Regions from separate parts of the Mus musculus genome. Here all the other regions are linked to region 3. A link is a contact called in public Micro-C and promoter capture Hi-C data. All regions are on one chromosome and are shown on one strand. Each heading gives the region's core, a stretch centred on a gene start, on an enhancer-like site or on the middle of the called end of the contact. The rest is flanking DNA. Distances are from core to core; before and after follow the strand shown. Region 1 holds the start of Napa (N-ethylmaleimide sensitive fusion protein attachment protein alpha). Region 2 holds the start of Ccdc8 (coiled-coil domain containing 8). Region 3 holds the start of Rsph6a (radial spoke head 6 homolog A (Chlamydomonas)). Region 4 holds the start of Prkd2 (protein kinase D2).

The links. Promoter capture Hi-C pulls out the DNA fragments that hold promoters and counts their contacts. Hi-C and Micro-C count contacts between places; a contact is called where the count stands out from the background.
Region 1: a contact with region 3 is called in a promoter capture Hi-C map of embryonic stem cells, with 6 times the contacts expected there. The contact joins the promoter of Napa here to the promoter of Rsph6a in region 3. A contact is called at or near these places in 5 of 39 promoter capture datasets (cranial neural crest, embryonic stem cells, liver and 1 more).
Region 2: a contact with region 3 is called in a promoter capture Hi-C map of embryonic stem cells, with 6 times the contacts expected there. The contact joins the promoter of Ccdc8 here to the promoter of Rsph6a in region 3. A contact is called at or near these places in 1 of 39 promoter capture datasets (embryonic stem cells), 3 of 115 datasets of contacts at active chromatin or transcription factors (embryonic stem cells and stem cell-derived neural progenitor cells) and 1 of 9 other capture datasets (embryonic stem cells).
Region 4: a contact with region 3 is called in a Micro-C map of embryonic stem cells, with 1.9 times the contacts expected there. The contact joins the promoter of Prkd2 here to the promoter of Rsph6a in region 3. A contact is called at or near these places in 2 of 39 promoter capture datasets (embryonic stem cells and hippocampal neurons), 2 of 484 Hi-C or Micro-C datasets (both in embryonic stem cells), 4 of 115 datasets of contacts at active chromatin or transcription factors (T-cell acute lymphoblastic leukemia, acute myeloid leukemia, large pre-B cells and 1 more) and 2 of 9 other capture datasets (adipose tissue and liver).

The regions. Positions count from the first base shown.
Region 1 is chr7:16,097,325-16,100,157 of GRCm38.p6, reverse strand. It overlaps Napa (N-ethylmaleimide sensitive fusion protein attachment protein alpha), which reads right to left and starts at 1,578. Exons shown (of 11, transcript NM_025898.4): 1 at 1,384-1,578. The coding sequence starts at 1,481.
Region 2 is chr7:16,992,612-16,995,311 of GRCm38.p6, reverse strand. It overlaps Ccdc8 (coiled-coil domain containing 8), which reads right to left and starts at 1,410. Exons shown (of 1, transcript NM_001101535.2): 1 at 1-1,410. The coding sequence starts at 724.
Region 3 is chr7:19,053,234-19,056,218 of GRCm38.p6, reverse strand. It overlaps Rsph6a (radial spoke head 6 homolog A (Chlamydomonas)), which reads right to left and starts at 1,532. Exons shown (of 6, transcript NM_031255.2): 1 at 846-1,532. The coding sequence starts at 1,474. It overlaps Sympk (symplekin), which reads right to left. Exons shown (of 27, transcript NM_026605.2): 24 at 2,773-2,949; 25 at 2,577-2,672; 26 at 1,921-2,304; 27 at 1,597-1,830. The coding sequence ends at 1,702.
Region 4 is chr7:16,841,182-16,844,153 of GRCm38.p6, reverse strand. It overlaps Prkd2 (protein kinase D2), which reads right to left and starts at 1,252. Exons shown (of 19, transcript NM_001252458.1): 1 at 1,121-1,252; 2 at 291-672. The coding sequence starts at 530.

The DNA of each region.
Region 1 (2,833 bases), core at 329-2,828, 3.0 Mb after region 3:
GCTCCCCTGGGAGCAGCCCAACTCTACACTTATCTCTCTGGGCCAAAGAGATCAGACACTGAGCCATCAGGAAAACTACTGCTGAAAACTGAGCGGGAGGCACCGCCCCAACACCACGCCTAACCTGAACTTCTTCCCTTGTGAAGACTGAAGAAACACACACACACACACACACACACACACACACACTCACACTCTCTCTAATGAAACATTCTCATCTAACTGACATAGCCTGTCATTAACCAGATGTCTGTGCAGCAGGTATAAACATTTTTCAAGTTCCTTTGCTAAACATTATCTGATGGCAAACAACAAGGGATGGCTTCATCCTCTCCCTCCCCTTCATGTCTTTCTGTCCTCACCCAGCTTATAACAGTCTCTCCCAGAGCTTTCCCCAACTTCCTGGTTGTCTTCTGTATCCTTCCATCCTTGCTTTGGAGGCTTCTGATTTTGTGTCCTACCCCTGCACAGCTCTTCCTCAACACCTGCCTGGACCTTTCCCCAGTGTTCCTCTCTGCCTGTTCCTTCAAGAGCTTTGCCTGCTGCCATGTAGTGTCGTCTCCCCCTACCCCCTCCTATATCCCAAGGCTCTGGCCCTCTCCCCAGACCCCTCAAGCACTCCAATTCCTACCATCTTGGTTTCCCCATCAGCATCTTACACTCTCTGAGTCTGCTTCTTCCTGCCTGATGAGCCTTTCAGAGGGCCAGACTCAATTCTGAGCACAGTACACATAGTTTATACTCATAACAAACTTCTGCAGTTAGTTTTTACCAACAAGCCCTTTCAGAGAGACCTACTCCCTTAAGATAAAGAAACCTCGGAATCGCATCCCAAGCATGGGTTCTGCTGCTCCTAAGTTAATATGGCTGAAGATGGCAAACTTGCATAAACTTTGTGTGAGGTATTTGCCACCTCCTGGGTGTGTTCAGACTCCAGACTTGAGGACCACCTAGTAGGCGGTGGTCCTACCACCCTAATGATTCTCTTGTGTGCCTCATCCTCCCATCACCATTGTCTTGGCTAAAACCAGTGTCACTGTCCATTCATGCTTGTTCCCCAAGCACAAGTCTCCACCTCTCAGTCCAGGCCTCGCCATCAGTCACTCTTAGCAGGGCCCCACTCACCCTCACACCTCGTACTCCGGCTCATCATGCCCAAGGACGCCCCAGCCCGGGTCCCCTCGGTCTGGTGTCCTCACCCCGGCAGCCTGGGCCGCACAGATCCACGGGCACCGGCCTGGGAAAGGCGCGGCCACCAGTCAGCGGGTGTCGTCAGCCATAGGGCCACGGCCAGGGCCTGCAAGGCCGCTGAGGGGCTCCCAAAGTGCAGAGCAGAAGAGCCCGCTCTTCCCCGCCTTGGGCCCAGCCTCGCCCATTGCTCACCCAAAGAGGCCGGAGAAGAAGGACTGCGAGTTCTTCACCTTGCGCTCCGCTTCAGCCAGCAGCGCCATAGCCTCAGCCTGCTTCCCGGAGTTGTCCATGACGTCGCGCAGCTGCTCGGCTCAGGCCCGACACAGCCTGGCGACGACTCACAGGCCCCGGACACCGCGCACTCAGCGGAGCTCCGCCCGCTGCGTTGACGTCACCCAGGCCTGCCACCCCACGTGAACCCTGCGAACCAACCAGTGGGCTCAAGCTGCGAGGCACTCTCCTCCCGGCACGCCCCCTCCGGCTACCGCACTCAGCACCTTGACCCCCCCCCCCCCAACACGTGAGCACACGCCGCTAGCCTCCTGGAACCCCCACAAGCGCATTGCCACGTGACACCAAATAAGCCAATCATAAGCCCGAACCGCCAAGAGCCCACCGCCCCCAAAGCGCGACCTTTGACTCCCTCCAACCAATCAGCAGGCTCTATAGACTTGTTCTGCCACGCCTCGGCGGAACTGGGTCACACTAATCACCTGACCAGTGTCGCGGCGCTCATGTGACGCCTCTAGGTTCATGCTCCAGGTTTGACTGACCCAGCAGTTTAGCTCCGCCTCCTGTTTCGCTTTACGTCATAGTCACTTGGGAAAAAACTGTGCAGTGAAAACGAACCTTCTTACTCCCTCTGGCGATCGTCTCTAGAATTGGCTTGGGGAATCCAGAAGGTCTCCATTTCTAGCTGGATGGCTCAGCTGCTAAAGGCATTTGCTACCAAGTTTAACAACCATATTCCTATTCCTGGGACCCACATAGTAGAAGGTGAGAACTAGCTCCTCCAAATTGTTCTCTAACCTACACACACAATGCCTTTAGGGAGTATCTTGCAGTGCCACACACAGAATGTCACTAGATACTCAGTCCCATGTAAAAAGCTGGGTGTGTCAGCGGGCACCTGTAACAGGAATGGGTGGGTGGGAGACAGGCATATGCCTGGAGCTTGCTGGCCAGCCAGTCTGGCAGAATCAATGAGTTCCAGGGCCAGAGAGAGACCTGGTTTCGAAAACTAAGGTGCAGAACAACTGAAGAAGACTCCTGACATCAACCTCTGGCCTACACACACACACACACACACACACACACACACACACACAGTTAAAAATTAGTGGAAAAGTCTAAATAAAGCATGGACAGTCAGTTATTGACAGTGGTTCAGTATCTGTACTAAATACACTATGCTATAGTAAGAGCAACATCTTACTATAGGACAGAAACTGCTATGTGGGAACTAGCATAGGCTAGTTTTCTGTAAATCTACAGTTATTCTAAAGGTCAGTCCCCAGGGCCCTGCCCACAGTGATTCCAATCCCTATAGTGTGCTGTGGTGCAGGAATCTGTATCTCTTCTTTACTGAACTTCGCTGATTAGCAGGGAACATTTGAGGAAAGTGTTATGTGAGTTGGGTGTT
Region 2 (2,700 bases), core at 161-2,660, 2.1 Mb after region 3:
TGGCTTGGCTGTGTCTCATTTCTCCAGCCCTCTCAGCTGCTGTGGAGGCCTGCTGGGTCTGGCCCACCTCGGAGCCTGATCTGGGTGCCCAGCCCTTCACCCTCTGTTTCAGCTTCCCCCAGGACACCTGGCTAACATACTCCCTCCATCTGTCGGCCTTGGATGGCTGGGGCCCCAGGTTGTTCTCAAACATGGGCACTGGAAGATTGACTCGGCGTCGTGGAGGAGGCGCGCTGGGCTTCTCCCCACGGCGGAGGAAGGCCTCCACCAGCTCCTGATCATCCTCACTCTCCACATCGCTGCCCAGGAATTTGCTGCCCAAGTAACTGACCGGCATTTTGCGCACCTTCCTGGTCCTCCCGGAGGAGCTCCTGTTGCCTTTGACTTTGGAGGTATCGAAGTCACTCAACTCACTGTCGCTGCCATTGCTGCTGTCATAGGTACCTACAACCAGCCGAAGTGGAGGAGTGACCATCTGCGGGACTCTCCTCACTCTCAGCTCCTTGGTTCTTTTGCGGGGTTGGGGTGGGTGTGGAGTGCTCTTTTCGATGATACGGGCCACATCTTCCAGGGTGCGGCCCTCCTCCTGCAAAAACTGGATTAGCCGCTCCCGAAACTCAGCTTCCTTCGTTGCAGGCTTGGAGATGACTCTCCACACGCCCCCAGCCAGGCGGACCTCCCGGGGGATGAGCAGATAGTCAACATCCTCCCCAATCTGCAGCATCCCCACCGTGGAGTCCTCTTCTTTGCGGAACACCTTTCCGATTTTCTTAAAGGTGCCCACAGGCCTTAAGGCCTCCACTAACACGTCCAGATCGACATCTTTGCAGACGTCGGGGACACTCCAGAGGATCAGGCAATCGGGAGACGGAAGGAAGCCCCAGGGGAACCATCCCCCTACGTGGCTTTTTTCGAGAGTCTTTAAGATCTCCAGCGTGGACGCTCGAGTGGGGGCAAAAAGCCCAGACACTTGGCTGCTAGTCTTGGGGAGGGGGCGGTGGACAGTCCTAGCAACTCTGCTCGCACAGAGTGTCTCCTCCCTACAATTTTCTCTTCAGGAAACAAGTCCAAGTTGGCTTCCCCAACCCCCTCGGAGTTGTAGCAAGCAGTTTTCCAGGATGCTTACATGAACTGAAGCACGCTCATTCCCGAGGCTCAAAGTTCAGTCCAAACTGGAATCGCCAGTGTCCCGGCTCCAAGTTGGGGTCCCACGAGCTCCGATCGCTTCTCCCTTGCCCCAGACACCAGGATATAGCTGAAAGTTCTTGGGAGGACTCTGCAGACAAAGACGGCTCAGCGTGGCCTTTCAATATGGCGAGGTGCTTAAAGGCCTCCGCCCAGCCCCGAGGAGGGTCTCCCGCCCCCAGGCAGTCTGCCACCCGCTCCAAACTGACCTTGCGCTCAGTCTGTGGTGGAGCTGAGAGCCGCAGGAAGTTTCTGGGCGCCCTCCCCTCCTGGGTGAGGCCCACCTTCTCCTTCTCATCTTACACTCTAAGCCTGGGAAGACTGGCAGCGGGGCTGTCCACTCCCCTTCAGGGCAGCCTCCCTCTCCTCCCCCACAGAGGTGTGGCTGCCCCCCAGAGCCTCAATGGGGCCAGGGCTTCCCTTAGCTGCAGCCAAAACCCACGTCATCATCCTTCCCAAAAGGCAACGGGTCCCCCAACCTGCCATCCTAGACGTGCAAGCCCAAAAGGTGCGAGTGCTGATGGCTCAAATCCTTTGAAGGCTATTGCAATTATGAACGTGCGTTTAAAATTAAGGGGATGGGACTAGAGGTGGCTCAATGGTTAGGAGCATGGGCTACCTTTATGTAAGACCTGGGTTTGACTCCCAGAACCAATACGATGGCTCAAAACCCTGTTTATTTCCAGTTCCAGGGGATCCAATACCCTCTTCTGATCTCTGTGAGCACTGCATATACGTGGTACACACACACACACACACACACACACACACACACACACACACACACACACAGAGAGAGAGAGAGAGAAGACATTCATGCACACAAAAAGGGGCACACAAGATAACCCAATGGGTAAAAACATTTCCCCAAAGCCTGAATTCAATCCCAGAACCCACATAAAACCAATTCTACAAAGTTATTGTTCAATCTCCACATGTGCACCCCTATACACAGATTGTACATATATTAATTCACACACGATAAACACGGGTTTTGTTTGTTTGTTTGTTTGTTTGTTTGTTTTTCGAGACAGGGTTTCTCTGTGTAGCCTTGGCTGTCCTAGAACTCACTTTGTAGACCAGGCTGGCCTCGAACTCAGAGATCCACCTGCCTCTGCCTCCCAAGTGCTGGGATTAAAGGCGTGCGCCACCATGCCCAGCCCGATAAACACGTTTTTAAAGTAAAATATTTTCTTGGAGTTGGAGAAATGGCTCCATGGTTAAAAGCACAGGCTGCTCTTTCAGAGGACCTGGGTTCAATTCCCAGCACCCACATAATGCTCATAAATGTCTGTAACCCCACCTCTAGGGGATTTAACACCCCCCCCCCACTGATATACATCAAAACACCAAAGCACATAAAATAAATATATTTTTTAAATAAAAAATTTTCTTAAAAATAAAAAAACCTTTAAGATCACAGAGATGTTGTACCCTCAGTTCTTAGTTTATGTATCCCACGTGGCCTCAAACTTTCAGGGATCCTCCTGCCTCAGCCTCTGTCTACTAGGCTTT
Region 3 (2,985 bases), core at 283-2,782:
TTCACATACATACATACATGCTCTCAGAGACTTAAAAGAGGTGAGAACAGGAGAAAAAAGTGAGACTAGCCAGGGTGCTTCAGGAAGGAACCTTGAAGCTCTCAAGACTGGGAATATATTGGCGAAATGCTATGGGTTAATTTTGACTGGGTCTGGGGCCTGAGGTAGAGACAACTAAGTAATGAGTAGAAATTGCATATTGACAGCAGGCAGGGCCGCACCTCCTGAATATTCTCTCCCAGGCACTAGGGAGCCATAGCAGGTTCTTAGCAGGGGAGGGATGGAATCGGCTATGTGCTTTAGCCAGCCTTGCGTCACTAACTTCCTTTCCCACTGTGGTCCCAGACAGCAGCAGCCTTCCAAGGCCTTGCTGTGCCCTGAGTCTCAATCACTGTACCTCTTGTTATGTGCAAGGTGCTATCCCAGGTCCCTCCCCCTGCCTGGCCACCTAAGTCCTTTTCACTGACCATGCCACATCTGACATCCACAGTTCATTCTTTATAACACACTGAATGGAAGGAGGGGGACAGTGGCTGCAGCTCATTGACTCTGACAAGTAGAGGGTCCTGGGAACCAGAGGCCTTGCTCTAGAATACTGGCCCTCCCCCTTCTTAGCTTGTGATTTTAAATAACCCAGCCTCTCTGGTTCAGTCTCCTGCAAAAACAGGCTTAGTGGCTGGGACTAGATGTTAGGGGTGTGTGTTGGCACTGTGTCTGCTCCACTTGCTATTCCTTCCCCAACTCTCTGCTAACTTAGACATCCAGAGACCCCACACCTGAGGCAGCCTTGGCTAGAGCCCTTCCCAGTCAGCTGCCCGCCTTCTCCACCCTCCACCTCCTCTCACAGGCTGAGGTTGCAGCTCATGCTGGTCCGCAGCAGGTAGGCCTTGGCGTTCTGTATTGCCAGCTCACGAGGCTCGGGGTCAGGTACCTCTCCAACAATGGGCATGAAGCCCAGGTCAGAGGGCCTCAGGTGGAGGGAGGGGTCGTCTCTCAGGTAGGGTCCGTGCTGTGTGTCCTGGCTGAATATCTCATCCTCTCTTGGATACAAGTTGAGCTGGCCCAGGATTCCAGAAGCCGAGCCTTGGTAGGTAGACTCCAGTTGTTCTAAGAGGTCCTGGCCCTGTGGGAACTGCTCCATCATCCTGCTATCATCCAGGTAACCCTGTTGCGAGAACTCCATGGGAAAGCCTGGCGTGTAGCCTAAGGGCATGGACTGGTGGTACTCGGTGCCTTCATCACCTTGAACATCTGGGACCAGGCTGGACCTCTGTGGCCAGTGGGGTAGACCAGTTCCCTGCAGGTCCTGACTGCCCTGACTGCTCCGACTGCCCCGCTGCGGAGGTGGTCGGTTCAACCCATCCTCTGGGATGGTTAACAGAGGCTGAGAGTACTCTTGACTCCGTGCCCTTTCTGAGCCTTGGGAAGCCCTCCGGGTTTGAGAGGGGTCAGGATTGGGCGGTGGTTCCCCCATGCCTCGGAAAAAGTGTGCTGCCCTATCCTGGACCCTGCCTGCCTACCGTTACTTTACCAGCGCGGGGCGCCCTCAGGGTGAGAAACGGTGTGCGCAGGCGCAGTCTAACACAGGCACATCCTCAGGATTTCTAACCTGGCGCAGCTACGCCCTCTTTTATTTGTGTTAAGGCAAAGCTCCAGGAGGCCCCGTCCCGCCCCTCCCCTCCCCCCAAACTCCCGCAGCTGTCAGCTGTTCCCCTTGCTCTCGGGTTCCCTGGTTTCTGGGCTGGAGGTCTTCAAGGCTTCTTCCACAGCATGGCTGAGGTTCTGGGGGCTCCGCTCATCCTTGGAGCTCGACCCGACTGCTGCTGCCTCCTGGTGGCGGGAGAGGGCAAGAAGCAGTGGGTCAAGAGCTAGTTACCCACTCAGACCCATTCCCAGGGCTCTGCTGCAATCTATTCCTACCTTAGGCAGGGGCCCCTCGAGACTAGAGTCCAGCAGTGTGGTTTCAGCCAGCCCCGAGTCGTCGTCCATGCTGATGAAGATGGCCGGGGTCTCGCATTCGGGACCCTCCTCCCGGTATTCCATGACCTCCTCAGCTGGGGTGGGCCCAGCTCGGGCTGCTGCTGGCACCGAGGGCGTTGAGGACACACAGGCAGCGGGCGCTCCGATGCCTGTGGGCTTCTGCTTCTGTTCCTCCTCCAGCTGCCTCTTCAGGGCCTTCTCCTGAGCCAATCGCAGGCCGATGAGGTCCTGAGGGGGCCGTGGGGCAGGGGCCGGGGCCGGGGCCGGGGCCGGGGCCGGGGCCGGAGCCGGGGCCAAAGCCAGAGCCAAGGGCTCCAGGTCATCCTGGGGTGGGAGAAGCACTCAGCTCAGGAAGGGTACACCTAACACACACCCGCATCCTACCCCCACCCACGCATCAGGGTAGAGAAAGCAGAGCACTCAGCGCTGCTGAAAGCAAAGAGCGCACATCGCATAGACTTTCCATCCTGGTGCAAAGGTGTGTGGGGTCGGCGGCCATTTTCCTTTACCAGGGACAAAATCTTGGGAGACTGTGGGTTTAATGAGCGGACGTCTTGGGGTGAGAGGCACAGGTAGGTGGGCGTCATTGCGCTCACCTCTTCCAGGGGCCCTGAAGGTGCTTCCTTGACTTCGGGCTCCTGCTTTCCAGTGGCCTCCAGGATGGTCATGATGGAGTTGGGGATGTGTGCTTGCTAGGTGAAGGGAAAGGCACCTCTCAGAACCCCATAACATAGAACCAAACCTTCCAGAGCTTTCCTGCTCACTCGGCTCCACTCTACCACACCCAGTTACCTGGTGGGGAGTGAAGGAGCGCACATGGGCCAACAGTGGCTCCCGGAGCTCAGGGCACTTGTCAAAGACTGCGCCAAGCTGCTGTGGAGGTAGCTGCAGGATGACCTGGAAACTCTGTGGCTTGGTGCGCTGGCAGCACTTGATGAAGCCCTCCCATACCTTGGGGTACTTCCATACCTGTGGGGCAGGAGGGGGGCCGTTAGGCACAGGTCC
Region 4 (2,972 bases), core at 3-2,502, 2.2 Mb after region 3:
TCCTGATCAGCTGCTCCCACTTGCCCCTTCCTCCCAACTCCACACCTGGTAGGCCCCTCCCTTCCTCCCTGCTCGCTGCAGAAAACAACAAGCAGCGACAGGCAATTTGGGGAGGCCTCTGGGCACCCCACCCCTATCCGGGCCTCTCTGAAACCGGTGGTGGAGTGAGGACACGACTAGGGTGTAGTGCCCCTCCTCGTCTGTCACCTAGGCCCCTCTCTGGCCTCCCAACAATCTCAGGCCACCTCCAAAGCCTCCTCCTTTATCATGAGAGCCCCCTATGCCCTCACCTTCTGGTCCACGATAGAACAGGCTAGTTGCTTCACATGAGCCAACTCTGAGGCAGCCGGCAACAGCACGAACTCTCGGGTCAATCCGATCTGGATATGGAAGGAGACCCCCGAACCCGGAGCCGGGATCTGAGGCAGCAGAGGTGGCGGCGACTGGAGATCCAAGCCACCGGGGGGCGGAGGAGACCCGGGCCCCGGAGAGCCGGGGAGTCCTGCGGGATGGGAGGGGGCGGCGGCCATGGGGGCCAGATCCAGATCTGCCGCCCAAAGCTCACCAAGGACCCTGGGACCTAGATCCGAGAGCTCTCTTGCGGTGGTGGTAAGAACGCAGGCATTTGAGAGAGAAATCTGTCAGGTTGAGAGACGCGAGGATGGCGGGATCCTGGGCAATGAGAGAAAAGGCATCTAGTGGGTCACACGCCGGGAGTCAAGAGAGCAGAGTTCAGAAAGAAAAACAGTGGTTTGGGGAAGGGTACCCAGAGATTGGAAGGTTGGAAGAAACCAGGAAAGAAAGTCGGGTAGGGCAGGGTCCCTGGAATCAAAAGACACTGCGATCCAAGGCCCCTGGAGAAAGAAGGCTGAGAGCAAAGCAGAGGGAATGCCAGGATCCGGTGGGTTTGACGGCAGGACCAAAGTCAGGGCAGGCCTGAAGATGCTCTGCCTTGGGGGTAGAAAACGGGAGTCTGACCAGGGATCTAGTGGATCGTAGGAACCCGACTGGCTCGGGGATGAGGAGGGGTTGCCAGGGCCAGGGCTGAAAGAAGAGACTCTCACAGGTCGTGAAAGTCGGAGGAAAGTTGGATCAGGGGCGGCGGAGGAGGGAGCGTTACCGAAGGCGGGGCGGGTCGGGGACAAGGGAGGGTCGCACAGCGCGGGTAGCTCTATTTTTCCCCCTTCAAAGTTTAAGTCGGCAGCGGCGGCCCAGAAGGAAGTCTCAGGAGCGATGGCACAGCTGGCCAATCAAAGCAGGGCACCGTGACATCACAGGGCGGGCCTTACTGGGACGGAAGGGGAAGGCGGGACCCCGCACCAGGGAGTTGGGGGGAATTTGGTGGCTGGGGGTAGGAGGGCGGAAGGGTCAGCGTTTCCTCTGCACAGTCCAGCCTGGAAAGTTGACTTTTCGCCGCAGTTCACCGCGGCACGCGAGAGGGGCAGGCGCTTTGTCATTGAAGGAGTGAGCTGTCAGACTGGCACGCATCCGGCGCCCACCGCAGGGAAAGGGTCGGAAATCGTTGTCAAGTCCGGTGGCTTTACAGTTTCTGCTACTCAACCTGCCCCCAACACACACACACACACACACACACACACACACACACACACACACACACACACACACACACACACAAAAGCGCGCGTCCCCAGCTCAAAAGCCCAGTATATAAGGTGGGAAGTCGAGGAGGCCTTAGGATGCACAAGAGAGCTTAATTTCAGGTTTCTCTCCAGAGAGTTGAGGGTACAAAGCCTGTCCCTCCAACCAAGGTGGCATGACAAAGGACACCACCACTTGATAGACCTCCTGTGAGACCAAGTGCCGACATCTTTCTGGCTGTGTGACTTCTCCACTGTGAGCCTTAGTTTTTCTGTCATGAGGCCGAAATACAGGTGGTGCCTGGACACTGCTAAAGTTGAGTTGATGTGGCTGCCTTTGATTTTGCAGAGGAAAGGGAAGGCACTGAAAACATCCAGGGGTGTCTGGGTGGGTGTGTTAACGGAATCATCCAACATGTGGCTGGTGAGATGGCCAGGTGGGGAAAGGCATTTGAAGCCAAGCTCACTGGCCTGAGTTCAATCCTGTACACTCACATAGTCAAAGGAGAACCAGCTGAGCTACTGTGGGTTGTCCTGACCTCCACCCTTCTCTGAAATAAACAGTAGTGCAATAACAGGAAATCTAAAAAGCTAACATCAACTGAGAGCCTGTGAGTCTGTGTAGTCAACTCTAACTCCATCAAGAGCCGTTCTGACTTTTACTCCAGTAGTCAGGCAGTGGCTACCAATTAGTTTTCACATCCAGGTAGCTGGAGCTTTAAGAGAGCAGCAACTTGTCCACAAGGGCCCCCCCTTACTGGTTCAGCGCTGCTGGGGGCAGCTGAGGTGGGTACAGTGCTGGCTGTCACCACATCCGGGGGCAGAGGCTGGGGAAGGAAGTCTGAGGCTGGAGTGAAAACCCAAACTACCACCTGGGGAAGTTGCAAAGAGGGACAGGGGGAGGCAAGGCCACGTGGAGCTCACAGCCTGGCTAATGAGTGTCCCCTAAAAACCACATGCCTACATGTACCTTCTAGACAGGCATGTCCCCAGCATGTTTGACTGCCTGCTTCTGGGACTCACGGCCCCCTTTACCCCGTGACCCTGGGGCAGGTCTAGAAGGCGGGGGTTGTGGAACATGCTGTGCCTGCTGTTTGGAATGTCAGAGTGGCTCATACCCTGCTCTGTATGATGGGACTCCAGTCCTTCCCCACTGTGGCAATGAAGGCCTAACTCCCACCAGCCGACATTAAACGTGGGTAAGGGGAGGGAACTCTGTACTGCTCTGCACATCCTGCCCTCTGCCTGGGTCTGGTGGGCCTACCTTCCTGCTGTCTGCCAGTCCAAGAGTGGGCATGGGGCAGGAAAGGGGCTTTTGTTCTCAGCCCCTGAGCAGGCAAGGGGTCTTCAACTAAATGTTCACTGCTCCATCCC